Linked DNA regions of Cricetulus griseus: region 2 is linked to region 1. A link is a contact called in public Micro-C data. All regions are on one chromosome and are shown on one strand. Each heading gives the region's core, a stretch centred on a gene start, on an enhancer-like site or on the middle of the called end of the contact. The rest is flanking DNA. Distances are from core to core; before and after follow the strand shown. Region 1 has its middle 29 kb from the start of Wnt4. Region 2 has its middle 110 kb from the start of Wnt4.

The links. Hi-C and Micro-C count contacts between places; a contact is called where the count stands out from the background.
Region 2: a contact with region 1 is called in a Micro-C map of the CHO-K1 cell line, with 2.0 times the contacts expected there. The contact joins two enhancer-like sites. A contact is called at or near these places in 5 of 8 Hi-C or Micro-C datasets (the CHK-Q cell line, the CHL-YN cell line, the CHO-K1 cell line and 2 more).

Annotation. Positions count from the first base shown.
Region 1 is chr2:16,003,885-16,010,432 of CriGri-PICRH-1.0, forward strand. No RefSeq gene overlaps it. Among named protein-coding and RNA genes, the nearest start is that of Wnt4, 29 kb to the right of the region's middle. Within about 2 kb of position 2,872, at least 1 of the 6 cell types and tissues checked has open chromatin away from gene starts, as enhancers often do. A contact at or near this core is called in the CHO-K1 cell line, where this site is marked.
Region 2 is chr2:16,145,710-16,152,257 of CriGri-PICRH-1.0, forward strand. No RefSeq gene overlaps it. Among named protein-coding and RNA genes, the nearest start is that of Wnt4, 110 kb to the left of the region's middle. Within about 2 kb of position 3,727, at least 2 of the 6 cell types and tissues checked have open chromatin away from gene starts, as enhancers often do. A contact at or near this core is called in the CHO-K1 cell line, where this site is marked.

The sequences.
Region 1 (6,548 bases), core at 1,622-4,121:
TATCCCAGAACAGAAGCCCCTGAGCCCTTGAGCTATTCCTTTTGAACCTCCTACCCCTTCTTTCTAGTCCTAAACAGCCACTGGGGCTGTATCTGTCACCCTAAACTTTCTCAGTTTGGAGGTTTTATGTATATAGGGTGGTACACAATGTAGTATTTTGTGGTTGGTTTCTTTCACTTAGCATGTTTTCAGGGGCCTGTGTGACTACTTCATCCCCTGTCTGCATGAATTCAAGGCAAGCTCTGCTACTAAGCCCTAGTCCCTGCCTGCTTCATTCTTTGTCCTGTGACTGTCAAATTTTGCTTATTGATCCATGGGTACACATTTTGGTATGGCTTTCTAATTCTCAAATGGGGAAATGGAGGGGCGCAATGCGCACATGTGTGCCTGGGGCTGGAGGAGGCTGGTGCCATCTGTTTGCCTGGGCTGGTAACTGGCGAGAGGGATCGTGCAACTTGCAAGGACTTGGAGAAGAACTGAAGTTGCTTTGAGTTTGGAGCCTCCTGGTCTCTTCAGAAGCAGTTGCGTTGCCTGAGGGAGACTTTGGCTGTCTGTTTCCTGCTGTCTTCTGCAGCCTGGGATGGATTCTCTTTCCCTAACTTAGCTGTTCTCAACCTATGGGTAGAGACCCCTTTGGGCTAGCATATCAGATATTTACAGTTCTTAACAGTAGCAAAATTACAGTTAGGGAGTAGCAATAAAATAATTTTACAGTTGGGGGTCATCACATGAGGAACTATTAAAAGGGTCGCAGCATTAGGAAGGTTGAGAACCACTACCCTAACTGAAAAAGGGTATCTGCCTACCTTCAGTGTTGTGAAGTAATAAAGGCCAAACATCCCTCAGTAGCCCTGTCTGAATGGCACCATGGACCAAAGAAGATGGCCTTGAAGTCGCTCTGTAATAATGCAGAATATCCACTAGGTGGCAGAGAAACAATAAGAAAAGGCTGGCCATTGTTGCTCAGGTCTTAAGAAGGCTACTAGTTTGTTTTTTCTCATTCCCAGTGAGAGCAGACTCCAAAACTGCTGCGAAAAGAGTTCCTAGCTGTCTTGTCACCTGCAGCCTTACTTTGACTCTCGAGAAGCCTGCTGTCCCTCCAAACCAAGGATCCTGTTTCCAGTTCTCAAACATCGTTTGCCAACCCCCTAGTCCTCAGTCTGCAGGATTCTTGTGAATTTATTTGCCTTTTAGGTGACCTTCAGCCAGGATCATCTTTTTTAATTGAGGCATGTTAAGTTTTTGATGTCGGATTGCCTCTGGGGAGCTTTTTGCCTGAGACGGCCTCTGTTGTAGACAGACAGGAATAATGAAATGTAGGTAGGGATTTAGGAGGAATTGGTTTATTTCAGGACTGGTTGGAATGTGCAAACAGTGCATTAGGACCCTAAGATCCGGCAGCCTCTATGTTTCCCCTGGTTCAAAGCCAGAATGGGAAAATAAGGAAAATGCTTAGCATCTTCTTGGGCCACTCAGGATTTCCCACCGTTCAGTTTTTCTTAGTGGCCTTCTGCTCTCAAGGAGGGTAGTTGTGTTCCTAGTAGAGTACAAGCTCCCTCATTTGCAAAGCCCTGGAGATGGAGGTTGAGGAGAGCAGGGGTGAGGCTACATTGCTAGATGGGCAGTTGGAAGCAGCCTCGAAATATTAGGGGTCCCATGAAGAAAGCTTGGATTAGGGAGACACTAAATCTCTCCCACTGAGGCTCTGCTGTCAAGTGAATGGAGTGTCTGGGCAGGCCTGTAGCTTAGACTGACAGAAGTAGATAGATCTTGGCCCTTTTTGTGCCTCAGCAGGTCTGTTCCTGCAGTGCACTAGGAACCAGCTGGCTCCGGGCTCATGCTGTGTGATAATGTCTGTTGTCTTAGCAGGTGTTTGAGCCTCTGCTTGGCACTTTTTTTTTTTTCCCTAAATGACTGTATATTCCCAGGTTTTGTGCATGTTAGCTAATGTGATATTGAACATAGTGAGTTCAGATGTTTGACAAGAAGAAAAGCAGGGAGAGAGGGCCATCAGGAATGCAAAAGAAAACTGCAAGGAAAAAAAGCACATGTGGGCCGTGATGTCATCTGTTTATAAAGCTGTCACAGGCTGCTTTCATGTTCATCTTTGCAAGGGCTGGTATGGCCAGTGGAACAGGTGTTTATTTTGCAAATGAGAAAACTGGTTTAGAGTTGAGCTTTACAAGATTTTACAGGTTGAACCCAGGCCTGTAGGTTCTGTGCTCAGTGCTCCCTCTGCTTATATGCCTGTGATGCCTCTTTCCGGCCAATGAGGTTAGAAAGGTCAGGCATAGCCTTCCAAGTCAGTGTGTCAGATTCATCCTTAGCTCTTCTCATGGCCCCGTGCTCCCTTCATGAAGTCGTCACTCACCCTAGTGACAGGCTGTTGCCTTTACTTGGTCAGATTGAGGTGGAAGTGACTCATGGGAGACCAGGCTGTGGCTTTGGCTTCTGGATTTGTCTCCCTTGTATGAATTTTCTCCTTTAGATGTTAAAGGGGAGCCTCCCTTCCCACTGGGGTTTAGACATTGGAAGCTGTGGAAGAGAGAGCATTGGGAAGAAGAGAAAGCAGCATTGAGGGTGCTTCAGGAGTCCCAGGATTCAGAGTAAATAACTTCAGAGTCTATACCTTCAAAACTTACTGCAAAATAGTGTCAGGTGTCTGCAGTCCAATACTTTCACTTTGGAAAAGCCTGTTCACCTCTTGGAGGTTTTGTTCTCCATGCCTGAAAGTTAGGTTCTGTGTCTCAGGGCAGTTGAGAGGTAGAGGCGTGTGTGCAGAGAATAGTTGTCATGCCATAGTTGTGGCCTGAGTGATCACCACCTAGTTAACCACCCTTTCCCATGTGCCGCTAAAGGTTGGGCCCTTGATCAGCTCGTGCTCTGCTGGGCTGGGAACAGGAGTCCAGCCCAGGCCTGGCTCTTGGGAAGCTAACCCCATGGGCTGTAGAATCTGATGAAACTGTACTTTCCCAGGAGAAGGGGGAGGATGTCTTTAAACTTGCTGGCTGCTGAGCCCTGGGACAAAGGGGAGACAAGCCCCAGGGCTGAGACAGTCATGTCTTTATTATCTCAGATGTCTCAGGCCTGTCCCCCCTCCTGGAGATATATGGCCGGGAAGGCAAGCTCCATGGCCTCGGCGTGAGTCCAGGTCCTAGGAATGTCTGGCTGTTTTATAGCAAACGGGATCACGCACAACAGCCCAGCATCCAGGCATCTCCACCCTAGCAAGCTCATTCTCCCCGCCAACTTGTAAAACAGTGGGACCTACAGCAGTGACACAGGCTCTGTGGCTTGTGGGGTCCCAGCCACGTCCTGGGCACTGATGAACCCCTCTGAGGCTATGGGCACAAGGCCAGTGGTGAAAAGCTCCATTGAACCCAGGGACCCCTTTAAGGCCAGACCCTGCCAGCTCAGTTCTCACTTGTAAGCTAAAGGCTGCCCTGACTCAAGCCTGTTTCTCCCCCTTTTTGACCCCTCGGGGAGCAGCTGCAGGGAGCCACTGAGAAGCCGTGTTTACAGATGCACTTGGCATGGGATGAGGAGACCAGCCATAGTCCTTGAGTTCCAGTGTCCAGCTGCTCCCAGGTGCTGGGGAGTCTTCTATTCTGGGCCCCAAAGAAACAAGCCCACACTGTTGTCTTTGGCTGAGGCTTCAGGGACTTGGAGATGAGGAGGCCAGGAGACAAGATGGGTCAGATGGCCATTCAGGGTGTCATTTATAATAAAGCCATGTGGGCTGGCCCTCCAGAGAGGCCTTATGCAGGGACCAGGAGTCACCGGCCAGGCCAAGGCTCTCTTCTGGGGCCCTGGAAGGGGAATCATGGGGACCTGGGCTTTAAGGAGAGTTGATGAGGAAGAGGAGGGTCCAGAGTAGTGGTTCTTAATGTGTGGGTTGCAGCCCTTTGGGGGGGGGGTCACATCTCAGATATCCTGCATGTCAGATATTTACATTATGATTGATAACAGCAAAATTACAGTTAGGATGTAGCAGCAAAATAATTTTATGGTGGGGGCAGGCGTCACCACGACATGAGGAACTGTGTAAGAGGATGGCAGTGTTAGGAGGGTTGAGAAGGCCTAGAGTACCAGGCATGGAGCTGTTGAATTGTAGAACTGTGGCAGACCTGAGCTCATTCCTCTGCTTTCCCTTGTCAGCTCAGTCTGCCCTGCACCTGAGTCCTGCTTCAGTTGCCTGGGCAGCCTTTCCCCAGCTTCACGCCTCAGTTCTTCTGACCTTTATTCAATGCTGCCCTTCATGGAACTGAGGCACCATATCCTATTTTGAAGGATTGCATGGTTGGGGACACAGATAAAATGTATAAGCCATAAAGTGTGTCATGTCGTTGTGTGTGCTGGGCGATGTGTTAGTGTGCTTTTATCTTCAATGCAGGCAACCTTCCTACAGTTTATCTTCAAGATCCACAGCTAGGGAGTTATAGAATTGGGGTTTGCTGATCTTAAAGATCTTTCCTAATAGACAGCCCTGAGGGGGGAATGACAGCATAGCTGATGACCAGAAGGGACACATGGTTCAAAATGTCCACTTGGGAACCGCTGTTGATTTGTCTCCCTAGGTCCAGATCCTCTTGTGTCTCCCTAGGTCCGGATCCTCTTGTGTCTCCCTAGGTCCGGATCCTCTTGTGTCCCCCTAAGGTGTGGATCCTCTTGCTGCACCAGGGAAGCTCTGTGGCTTTTGAGAGGGAATTGGATGGGAGTCTCTTCTCATTCCCCTCCTTACGCTGGAACTCTTGTTAAGCGGGGGCCTGCTTTGGTTCATAATGAGCATCTGAGCAGTTTGGGACCAGCAGACACATGTTCTGTTGAGACTGTTAGAGACTAATAGGTCCGAGTGTGGAGTGCCACCATCAATGTCTGGCTATGCCCACTGGCCTGAGATGGAGAGGAGAGTGCATGGCTCAGGGAAACCAACCTGTGCTTTTCAGTTCCCATAGCAACCTTCAGCTGCTCCAGATGGGAAGGCCGAGACTAACAGCTAACCTATCTGAGGTCACCTGGCCACGTGGGGCCACCCAGATCTCTGCAGCTGAAACTTCCAGGCTTTTAGTACCACACTGAGCCTGAAGGGTGAGTCAGACTCCCTCTTATTTCTCCCTTTTGATTTGAATGACTGAACTGCCCCTCCTCCCAGCGTCTCTCCATCAGCCTGACTTCATAGCAGCCCATGTCATTAGTTACTTCTCTAGATCTGCTGCATCTCCACGATGATCAGGGTGTCCCTCCCACCTGTGATAACCATCAGCCATTTCTGAAGCATCACAGGCCGCTTACCTCTGTCCAAAAAGGGGTGGGGGTGGGGGTGGGGAATGAAGGGGATTCAGAGAGAAGGAAGACCCAGCAGTGCCTGGTGCCTGCTGAGTCTGTGGGAGCAGGGCCACTCCTCCTGTCCCACCATACACTTCCTGACTCCTCAGGAAAGGGTCAGGATACTTACTGGCTGATGACTTTCATCTGGACCCTTTAGAGCCCTTCCCAGTCTGCATGCAGACTCCACTGTAGTCTGACTCGGTCTCCCCATAATAGGAAAGTGGAGAGTGGCTATGTGGACACAAACTTTAGAAGACCCAGTCTGGTCCTTGGCTCTGTGGCCTTCTCATTTTCAGAAGGGAGCCAGAGGTTACTGAATTGCTTCAGGTTCTGCAGGCTGCTGGCTGAGGCGCTGTCAGGAGATAAACAACATGTCTTCTCTACTCCTGGTTAGGCGCTAGCTGAAGCCAGCCCTCTTGAGGGGTCTACTTGTTTATCTGTCCTTATATGGTTGGTTTGTCAGTTTCCCAGGGAAAGATCTGTTTCGCAAGTGACCTCCTTGTTTGCCTGAACTATAGGAGAAAGGACTCTCTCATCTCTTATACCTTGGCTCTATGCTGAATGTTCTGGAGCAGGGGTTCTCAGCCTTCCTAATGCGTCATCCTCTAATACAGTTCCTCATATTGTGGTAACCCCCATAAAATTATTTGCATTGCTACTTCATAGCTGTAATATTGCTACTGTTATGAATCATAATGCAAAGATCTGCATTTTCCAATGGTCTCAGATGACCCCTGTGAGGGGGGTTGTGACCTACAAGTTGAGAACCACTGTTCTGGATCCAGGTGTCATGTAGCCCCAGAAGGTTTGGTTGGTGGGTTGTCAGTGTCCTACCGGCAAGGACCTGGGAGTACATCTGGCAGCCTTGGAGCAGGGCCTGGAGTCTGCCACACCATCTGGGCAGGGACTGCAGAGGGCTGCTGTTTCCTGCTCCAGCTTCCTCACTCTGCCTTGAAGAGAAAGCTGTTTGCAGGTTCCCTTGTGGAGACAGATAAGTTCTGTACAACCATAGACACTGCTGTGTTATGGGGAGGAGGCGGACTCAAGGCTCTGTGTCCCCCTGGCTAGAAAGCCACGGAAGCAAGTGTAGGACACTGGCAGTTACTGGCGAGGCTGGTGGGACTGGGCAGGGCCTCTGCTGACAAACAGGCACCTGACCAGAAAGCCAAAGCAAGTGGTGTCTTCCCTTCTGTGGGCCTCAGTCCTCAGCTTTCACATGC
Region 2 (6,548 bases), core at 2,477-4,976, 140 kb after region 1:
GGTTAGGATCCTGGTTGTGAGTAAGGGCTGCCTCCCCCACGGGAACCAAGGATGAGTTTAAACACTTGACCCTGCTTCCCAGCATGCTTCTGGTTGGCTCCTATTCATGTCTATGACCTGGTAGATTTTCAAAATGCTACTTGAAGGATGAGCAAAGGAATGCTATGGCAGTCGGTTGGAGGGGTGTAGGGAGCGGCCGCTGCCTCTGGCCTGCACAGCCCAAGCAGGTACATCAAGAGTTACCCCTTCTCAATTTCCTCGCCAGGCTCTAGGAGAGAGCCTGACTTGCCCTTCTCCTAGGCTGGGCAGCTCTGGGTGCCCTGAGGTCTGGTTGTGTCCTCTATCCTGGCTTCAGGTTGCCTAGACCAGGTGCATTTTTAACCACGTGATCCAAGCAGTTTGCTTGGTGTGTTATTTCTGTTTTTCCCCTCGGTTTTCTGCTGGCGGGGGATGCTCAAGACAGGAGCTTCCTGGCATTGTGTTCTATAAATGATGCTGTTGATCAACGTGGCACCATGTTTACCTCCCTGGCCTAAGGTGACAACGTCCAGCTGGGTCCCATTCTCTCCAAGGAAAGCCGTTTCCCAGGGAAGGTTGGGCAAGATGGGACACCCAGGCCATCCCTATCAGTTCTAACTGCCAGGCATGAACAGTGACTAATTCAGCCCCTCTCTTAGTGCCAAGATGACACTGAGTCCCTCTTATCTGTTATTGCCCCATGGAGGCCTTGGGAAGGTAGCCCCACCCTGGAGATGAGAAAAGCCCCAAATCAGAGACTGTCACTTAGTTCTTGCAAGCTGGAGTCTGAATGTAGGTCAGCATGATGGTATTAGCTGCCTGCGTGGAAAAACCCTCCAAGCTCATGCTTGGTTAAGGCTGGCAGAGTGCTCCATCCACCAAGGAGGCCAAAGGTTTCTTAAGTGGACTGGAACTGAGTGGATCTGGGAGGGTTCCATGTGGGCTGTACCGGTTTTCTCAGAAGGCTGACGCTGGGACCCCATGGTTTCCATGACTGAATGGGCATCAGTCCCTCAGGAAGGACAGGAGAGAAATGAAGATGGCAGAGAGGACTAGTAGATCGTGACTCTATGCAGAAGGCCATTCTATCCCCTCTATGAAGAGTCAGTGTCTGGGAGGTCTGGGCTCCACAGAGAGAAGGGAGGGGGCAAGGGAGGGGTATGTGAGCTGTGTTACGAGAGGTGGGTGGGGCTGAACGTTCTCAGCTAGAGAGGGTACCTCCTTCTCCAGCAAGTTTTTCTGGTTTTTGTAAGGCTTGGGGACCATCCTCCCAGAACTAGATGTTAAAAGGACCAGTGTCTTCCCAATACACAAGAGTCCTGTGCTTTAATGCTACCCCATCAAAACATGCTAGATATGCTGTAGAGGCATGAACACTCAGTAGGCAGAGGCAGAAGATTACCAGTTTAAAGACCTGCCTGGACTACATAGCAAGTTATAGGCAAGTCTGTGGGTATATAGCAAGGTGTGATCTCAAAATAAATAAATAAATAAAATAAAATAAAATAAAATAAAATAAAATACAGTGGTCAAATCCCAGCTACTGTCCGGAATAGACAGCCAATAAGTGTTGGCAAAGAGGAGTCTGAGCTCTGGTATGGTCTTGAGGAGGTGGTAAAATGTGCCGCCACTGCAGAATATAATCAAAAGGCTGCAGAATTATTCTGTGATCTGGCAATTCTATGTTCAAGTATACACCCCCAAAGAATTGAGAGCAGGATCTTGAAGAGATACTTGTACAACCATACTCAGCATCATTCACAATAACCAAATGGTGGAAGTGACCAAAGCATCCACTGGCAGATGAATGGGTAAGCAAAATGTGGTACGCCCATTAAACAGAATATTACTCAGCCTTTAAAAAGGAAATTCTGACGCATGCTACAACATGAGTGACACTTAAGGCTATCAAGCCATGTAAAACAAACCCATTGCACAAAGACAAATAGGAAGGGATTCCGTGAGCATTCGGAGTCCTAGAGGCCGAGCAGAAAGCAGGAGGGGTCAGGGTGGAGGTGGGGGTTAGGGTGGGGCTGTGCAATGGGTACAGTTTCAGTTACGGAAGTTTAAGATGAACGTTTTAGCAACCCTGAACTGTAAACTTAAAGATGGTTCCCAAGGAAAATTGGGTCAGATGTGTTTTTCACCCTTTCTGAGCATTTTGCTAGGAACAGCCAGAAACCACCAGAGCAGTTGTTCTCGACCTTGGGTCACAACCTCTTTGTGGCCACATATCAGATATTTACATTATAATTCATAACAATAACAAAATTAAAGTTGCAAAGTAGCAATGGAAATCTTCTATGGTTGGAGGTCACCACAACATGAAGAACTGCATTAAAGGGTTGCAGCAATAGGAAGGTTGAGAACCACTGCTCTAGAAGATACATATAAGACCTATATAGTTTGGATTAAGCACTCAGGTGCTGTGTGGAGAAGGGATGCTTGTAGATAACCGATGGTCTGAGAGAGAGGGTGACAGGAACCTAGACAGAGCTGAAAAGGGAGTGGCCTGGGGGGGTTCACAGGGGCCAGACTGCATGGGAGACAAGAGGAAGTCTCCCTCTTGAGACCCTTGTGTCAATCATCAGAGAGCAGCCTGGGAAGTCCTTAACCCTGACTGTGTCACCTCAGCCCATTTGAGTGTCTCAGTGTACCCGAGGCCTTGACAGGAAGATTTATCCTCTGCCACACAGCCGGGGAAACTGAGGCTGCTTCTGGGTGGGTGCTCATCCTTAGCTTCACAGCCTGGAGTAGGACCTGAAGTGGGGAGTGTAGGGGAGAGACCCAGTCAGGAGAAGCAGGTTACACCCTGTGGGGCAAGGTGGGTGATCACAGTAAAGGTGAAGGGTGTCTGGTCACTGATAGACAAGGGCAGGCTTCTCAGAGCAGATTCAGCTGTGAAGTGTAGGCGAGGTGGTCAGGGAGAGCTTCCAGGAGGAAGGGGCAACTCAGTGGAGATATCTGGAAGAGCAGGAAGTGGCCAGAGAAGACTAAGAAGCCATTCTAGATGTTTCTGTCCTGTGGCGCTCACGATGCCACGAGAAGACAGGACACCAGCCATTTGTTTGTCTCTTGCTCCCCCTACTTGAGGATGCAGTCCCCTGGGAGATCTCTACCTGGATGAGGCAGGAAGGGGTGGGGACAAGGGACAGTTTTTGGGTACAGCCAAGACTTGGCCAGATTTGCCACTCACTAGAGCAGAAGCCACAGGTCCCCAGTCCTGTCACTCACTGTATACACCAACTCCAGGTTTTTATTTTTTGGGGGGGAATGGGATTCCCCAGACTGCTCCAGCGCTGTCTTCACCCCAGAAGAAGCCCCTTTCTCAGAGTCCACCAGACAGGTCAGACAGTCATGGGGAATCAGTCATAGCAGTTGGCAGGGAGAAGACAAGGACAGGAGGGACATCCCGTCAGTAATTGAGATCAGAGATGGGGTTTAGGTTCCACTTTAGCTATTGACTCCTCTTGGGTGAGTCCGTGTCCCCTAGGCCTCAGTGGTCCCTGTGTTTGGATGGGAGGGTGGATTGGGGTCCTAGGTTCTTCCTGGAGTTACCATAGCATTGAGCACTGTGGGGTACAATGGAGATGAGACTGAGGTTGCCCTAGGTGCCTGGCTCTCTGCCACACCGGCCACCACCAGGGTCCTGAGTCATCTTCCAGGCAGTGGTGACCGCTCTCTGCCCCTGGCTCCCCCAGGCCCCATGACCCTGGGAGGTTTCCCAGGGCCAGGCCGTCCCAGGCAGGCGGCGCACTGGAAATCTCAATACTGACCCAATGCAAGCGCAGGAAGTGGGGAGGACAGGCCGCAGGGTTTCCTGACTGGGGGAGACGGCTGCTGAGTGATGAGCCCCTAGTCTAGTTCCCCCTTTTAGGTCACCTACTGCCCATGGCCAGCTAGACCAGCCTCTCCTCTGCACTCCAGGGCTCTCTCCCAGGATCTCCTCCTCCACATTCCGGAGTCCAGGCACAGACGGGAGCTGCTGGGCAACTCTGAGGCCTCCAGCCCTGTAGGGCCCTGCCTCCTCTAGCTGCTAGCTCTTCCCAAATGAGAAGCTCACTGTCCCCTGATCCCATTCTTCTGTCCCCTCTGCCGGAGGCAGAAATTAAGGCTTATAAAGTTCCTTTACCAGGATTCAGACTCATCTTCATGGGATCCCAGGCTAATGTTTGGCCAGCTTTCTAGGAGTGAGTCATGACAAAATCTTGGGTAGTCACAACTGCCTCCAGGGGCCATGTTATCAAGTTGCTGTTACAGATGGGGTTGGGCACTAAGGCTCAGAGAAGAGAAGGGCGAAGGTCTGAGTCTACAGTGAGGAATCTGGGCTGAGGTGAGCTCAACCCAGAAGTATGTTTACCACTGACTGGGTAGCCTGTGTGGCAGGAAGACCTGTCCTGCCCCTAGTGCGGTCCTTTTGTGTGGAGGACTACAAAGCCATTCTCGGGGGCCAGCTTAACCCTCAGCCTTCTGCCTCAGTGGAGAGTCTACCTGCCCTTCAAGCTCATCTCCTTTCAAAGGGAGGGGTTTGGGGATGCATGATAGAGCACTCCCCAAAGGTCAGTGGAGGCTTGCCTTCCTCCTGGATTAGATAGGGGTAAGGACAAGGTCACACAGGCTTTCATTGGGCCTTGCTTGACTTTTATACCCTGGGCTGGCCACGTAAGGCATCATCAATCAAACCCATTAATGTTCTCAATCTGGGCAGGTATCACCAATCAAACCTGTCATGATTCACTTGATTTAGGGCTGCTGCTGAAGAGTTCCTGGTTCATCGCATGGCCATGTTGAGGAGCCACAGGGAGGCCTCACTTGAAATGTAGTGCAAACAATGTGTAGGAAGCCTGAAAAACTGCTGTCATTGTATACCATAGACACTGGTTGTTTACGTACACCTGTACCCATGCATGCGTGCAGACTCATCTGTATGTTGACAGCCTTGTTTTCCACTGTGAGGTTCAAGGCTAGAGCCGGGACATACACCAGCTTCTTACTTACTGAACACCTAGTGTGTGGCAGGCAAGATACCAGCCTATACTAATTCATCTCCTTTGCTCCAAGGTTGCAGGGTAGAGGGGGTTGACTTTCCAAATGTGGTCAAACTGTATTATGGATCTTATCAATTATCAATGTCTGTTCTGGGTGCAGGAAGGAAATACTGGTAAAGTATCACAATTCCTATCAATTAGTAATGTCTGCTGTAGGAGCGTACAGGAGTACTGGTAAAGTTGCTTCATGTGTGCCTTCATTTGTGAGATGTACAATATTGTATGCTTTCTGTTTAATCATGGGTCTTTTCATAAGTTGCTGCTAAAGCTTCATAGAACAAGATTTTATATAAGTAAATAATGACATATATATATATATATGTATATATATATATGTATGTATGTATTAGGTGATTCAACATTTTATCTCTGTAGGTATAAACCTGTAGAGGTTATTGCATATGTAAAGGGCTAGGTTCAGGAGCTCGAGCATTGTTCACCTATAGAATTGTTCTTTATGTGTTAGGAAAAAGTGTTCATTTGAGGGATCATGGCTCGGAAAATAACACTGCATAGATTTTAGTTCCCTTAACTTCACTATTCCGGTGCTCTTGTTCAGCAGACAACTTGAACAACCATACACAGTGTTCAGTGTCCTGCAAACCCCACAATTTATATCCTCCACCCTAAATCTAGTGCTCATTTCACTGTGTGCAGCACATGGACCAACCACCCTCTGGGTATTGGACGTTTATTTTCATTCAAGGTAGATGGTGCTTGGTCTGAGGTGACATGAGGAGCCAGAAGGAAGAACAGCACTAACAACTCAGCCTGTGTTTGTGCCACAAGCAAGCAAGATTCTGCTGGTGCCATTAGCTGCAGCCAGATTCCGGCGTGGGCCCCGGGTTGTGAATAGTCCCAGTGAGGGGCCTTTGGGGATCGCTGGATTCCACCCAGGCCAAAACCTTGGCCACTGGAGATTTGGGAGGGGAGGCCTGCTTGGCACTCGTCCTATAGGCTTCTAACTGTTCCTCTTTTACTGGGACCCTGCCGGGCTTGGGCTTGTGCATGTGGCTGTCGCTTGGCTGAGCATGGGGTGCTTGAAAAACATCTCCTGAAAGCAGAGAAAGTGTGAGCCATCAGGAGGGAGGGTGAGGACGGAGAACAGTCCTCCGAGGCTGAAGATTTACTGCGTTCATTTGGCTCGGCCCAAGGACATCAGGAGGCCCAGGGTGAAATACCTTCCGGAGGCCAGCTTGCTGTTTCGCTGTTCAAAGTCACTGTCAACATGGTAACACCCTTGGGGCTGCTCTGCCTAACACCCTCCTATGATCAGTGAGGAAACTGAGGCCCAGGGATGGAGGCTTCTTGCTGCTGAAACCTGTTTGGTTAGATCTCTGGGCATTGCATCAGGCTGGGCATGGCTATCAGACTGCTCAGCCTGGTTCTATGGACCATTGCCTCCTATGTGCCTTCATGGCTTTCACAGATGGGGAAAGTGAGGCTCCGGGAGCCAGGCTCACTTGCTGAGGTTCACATAGC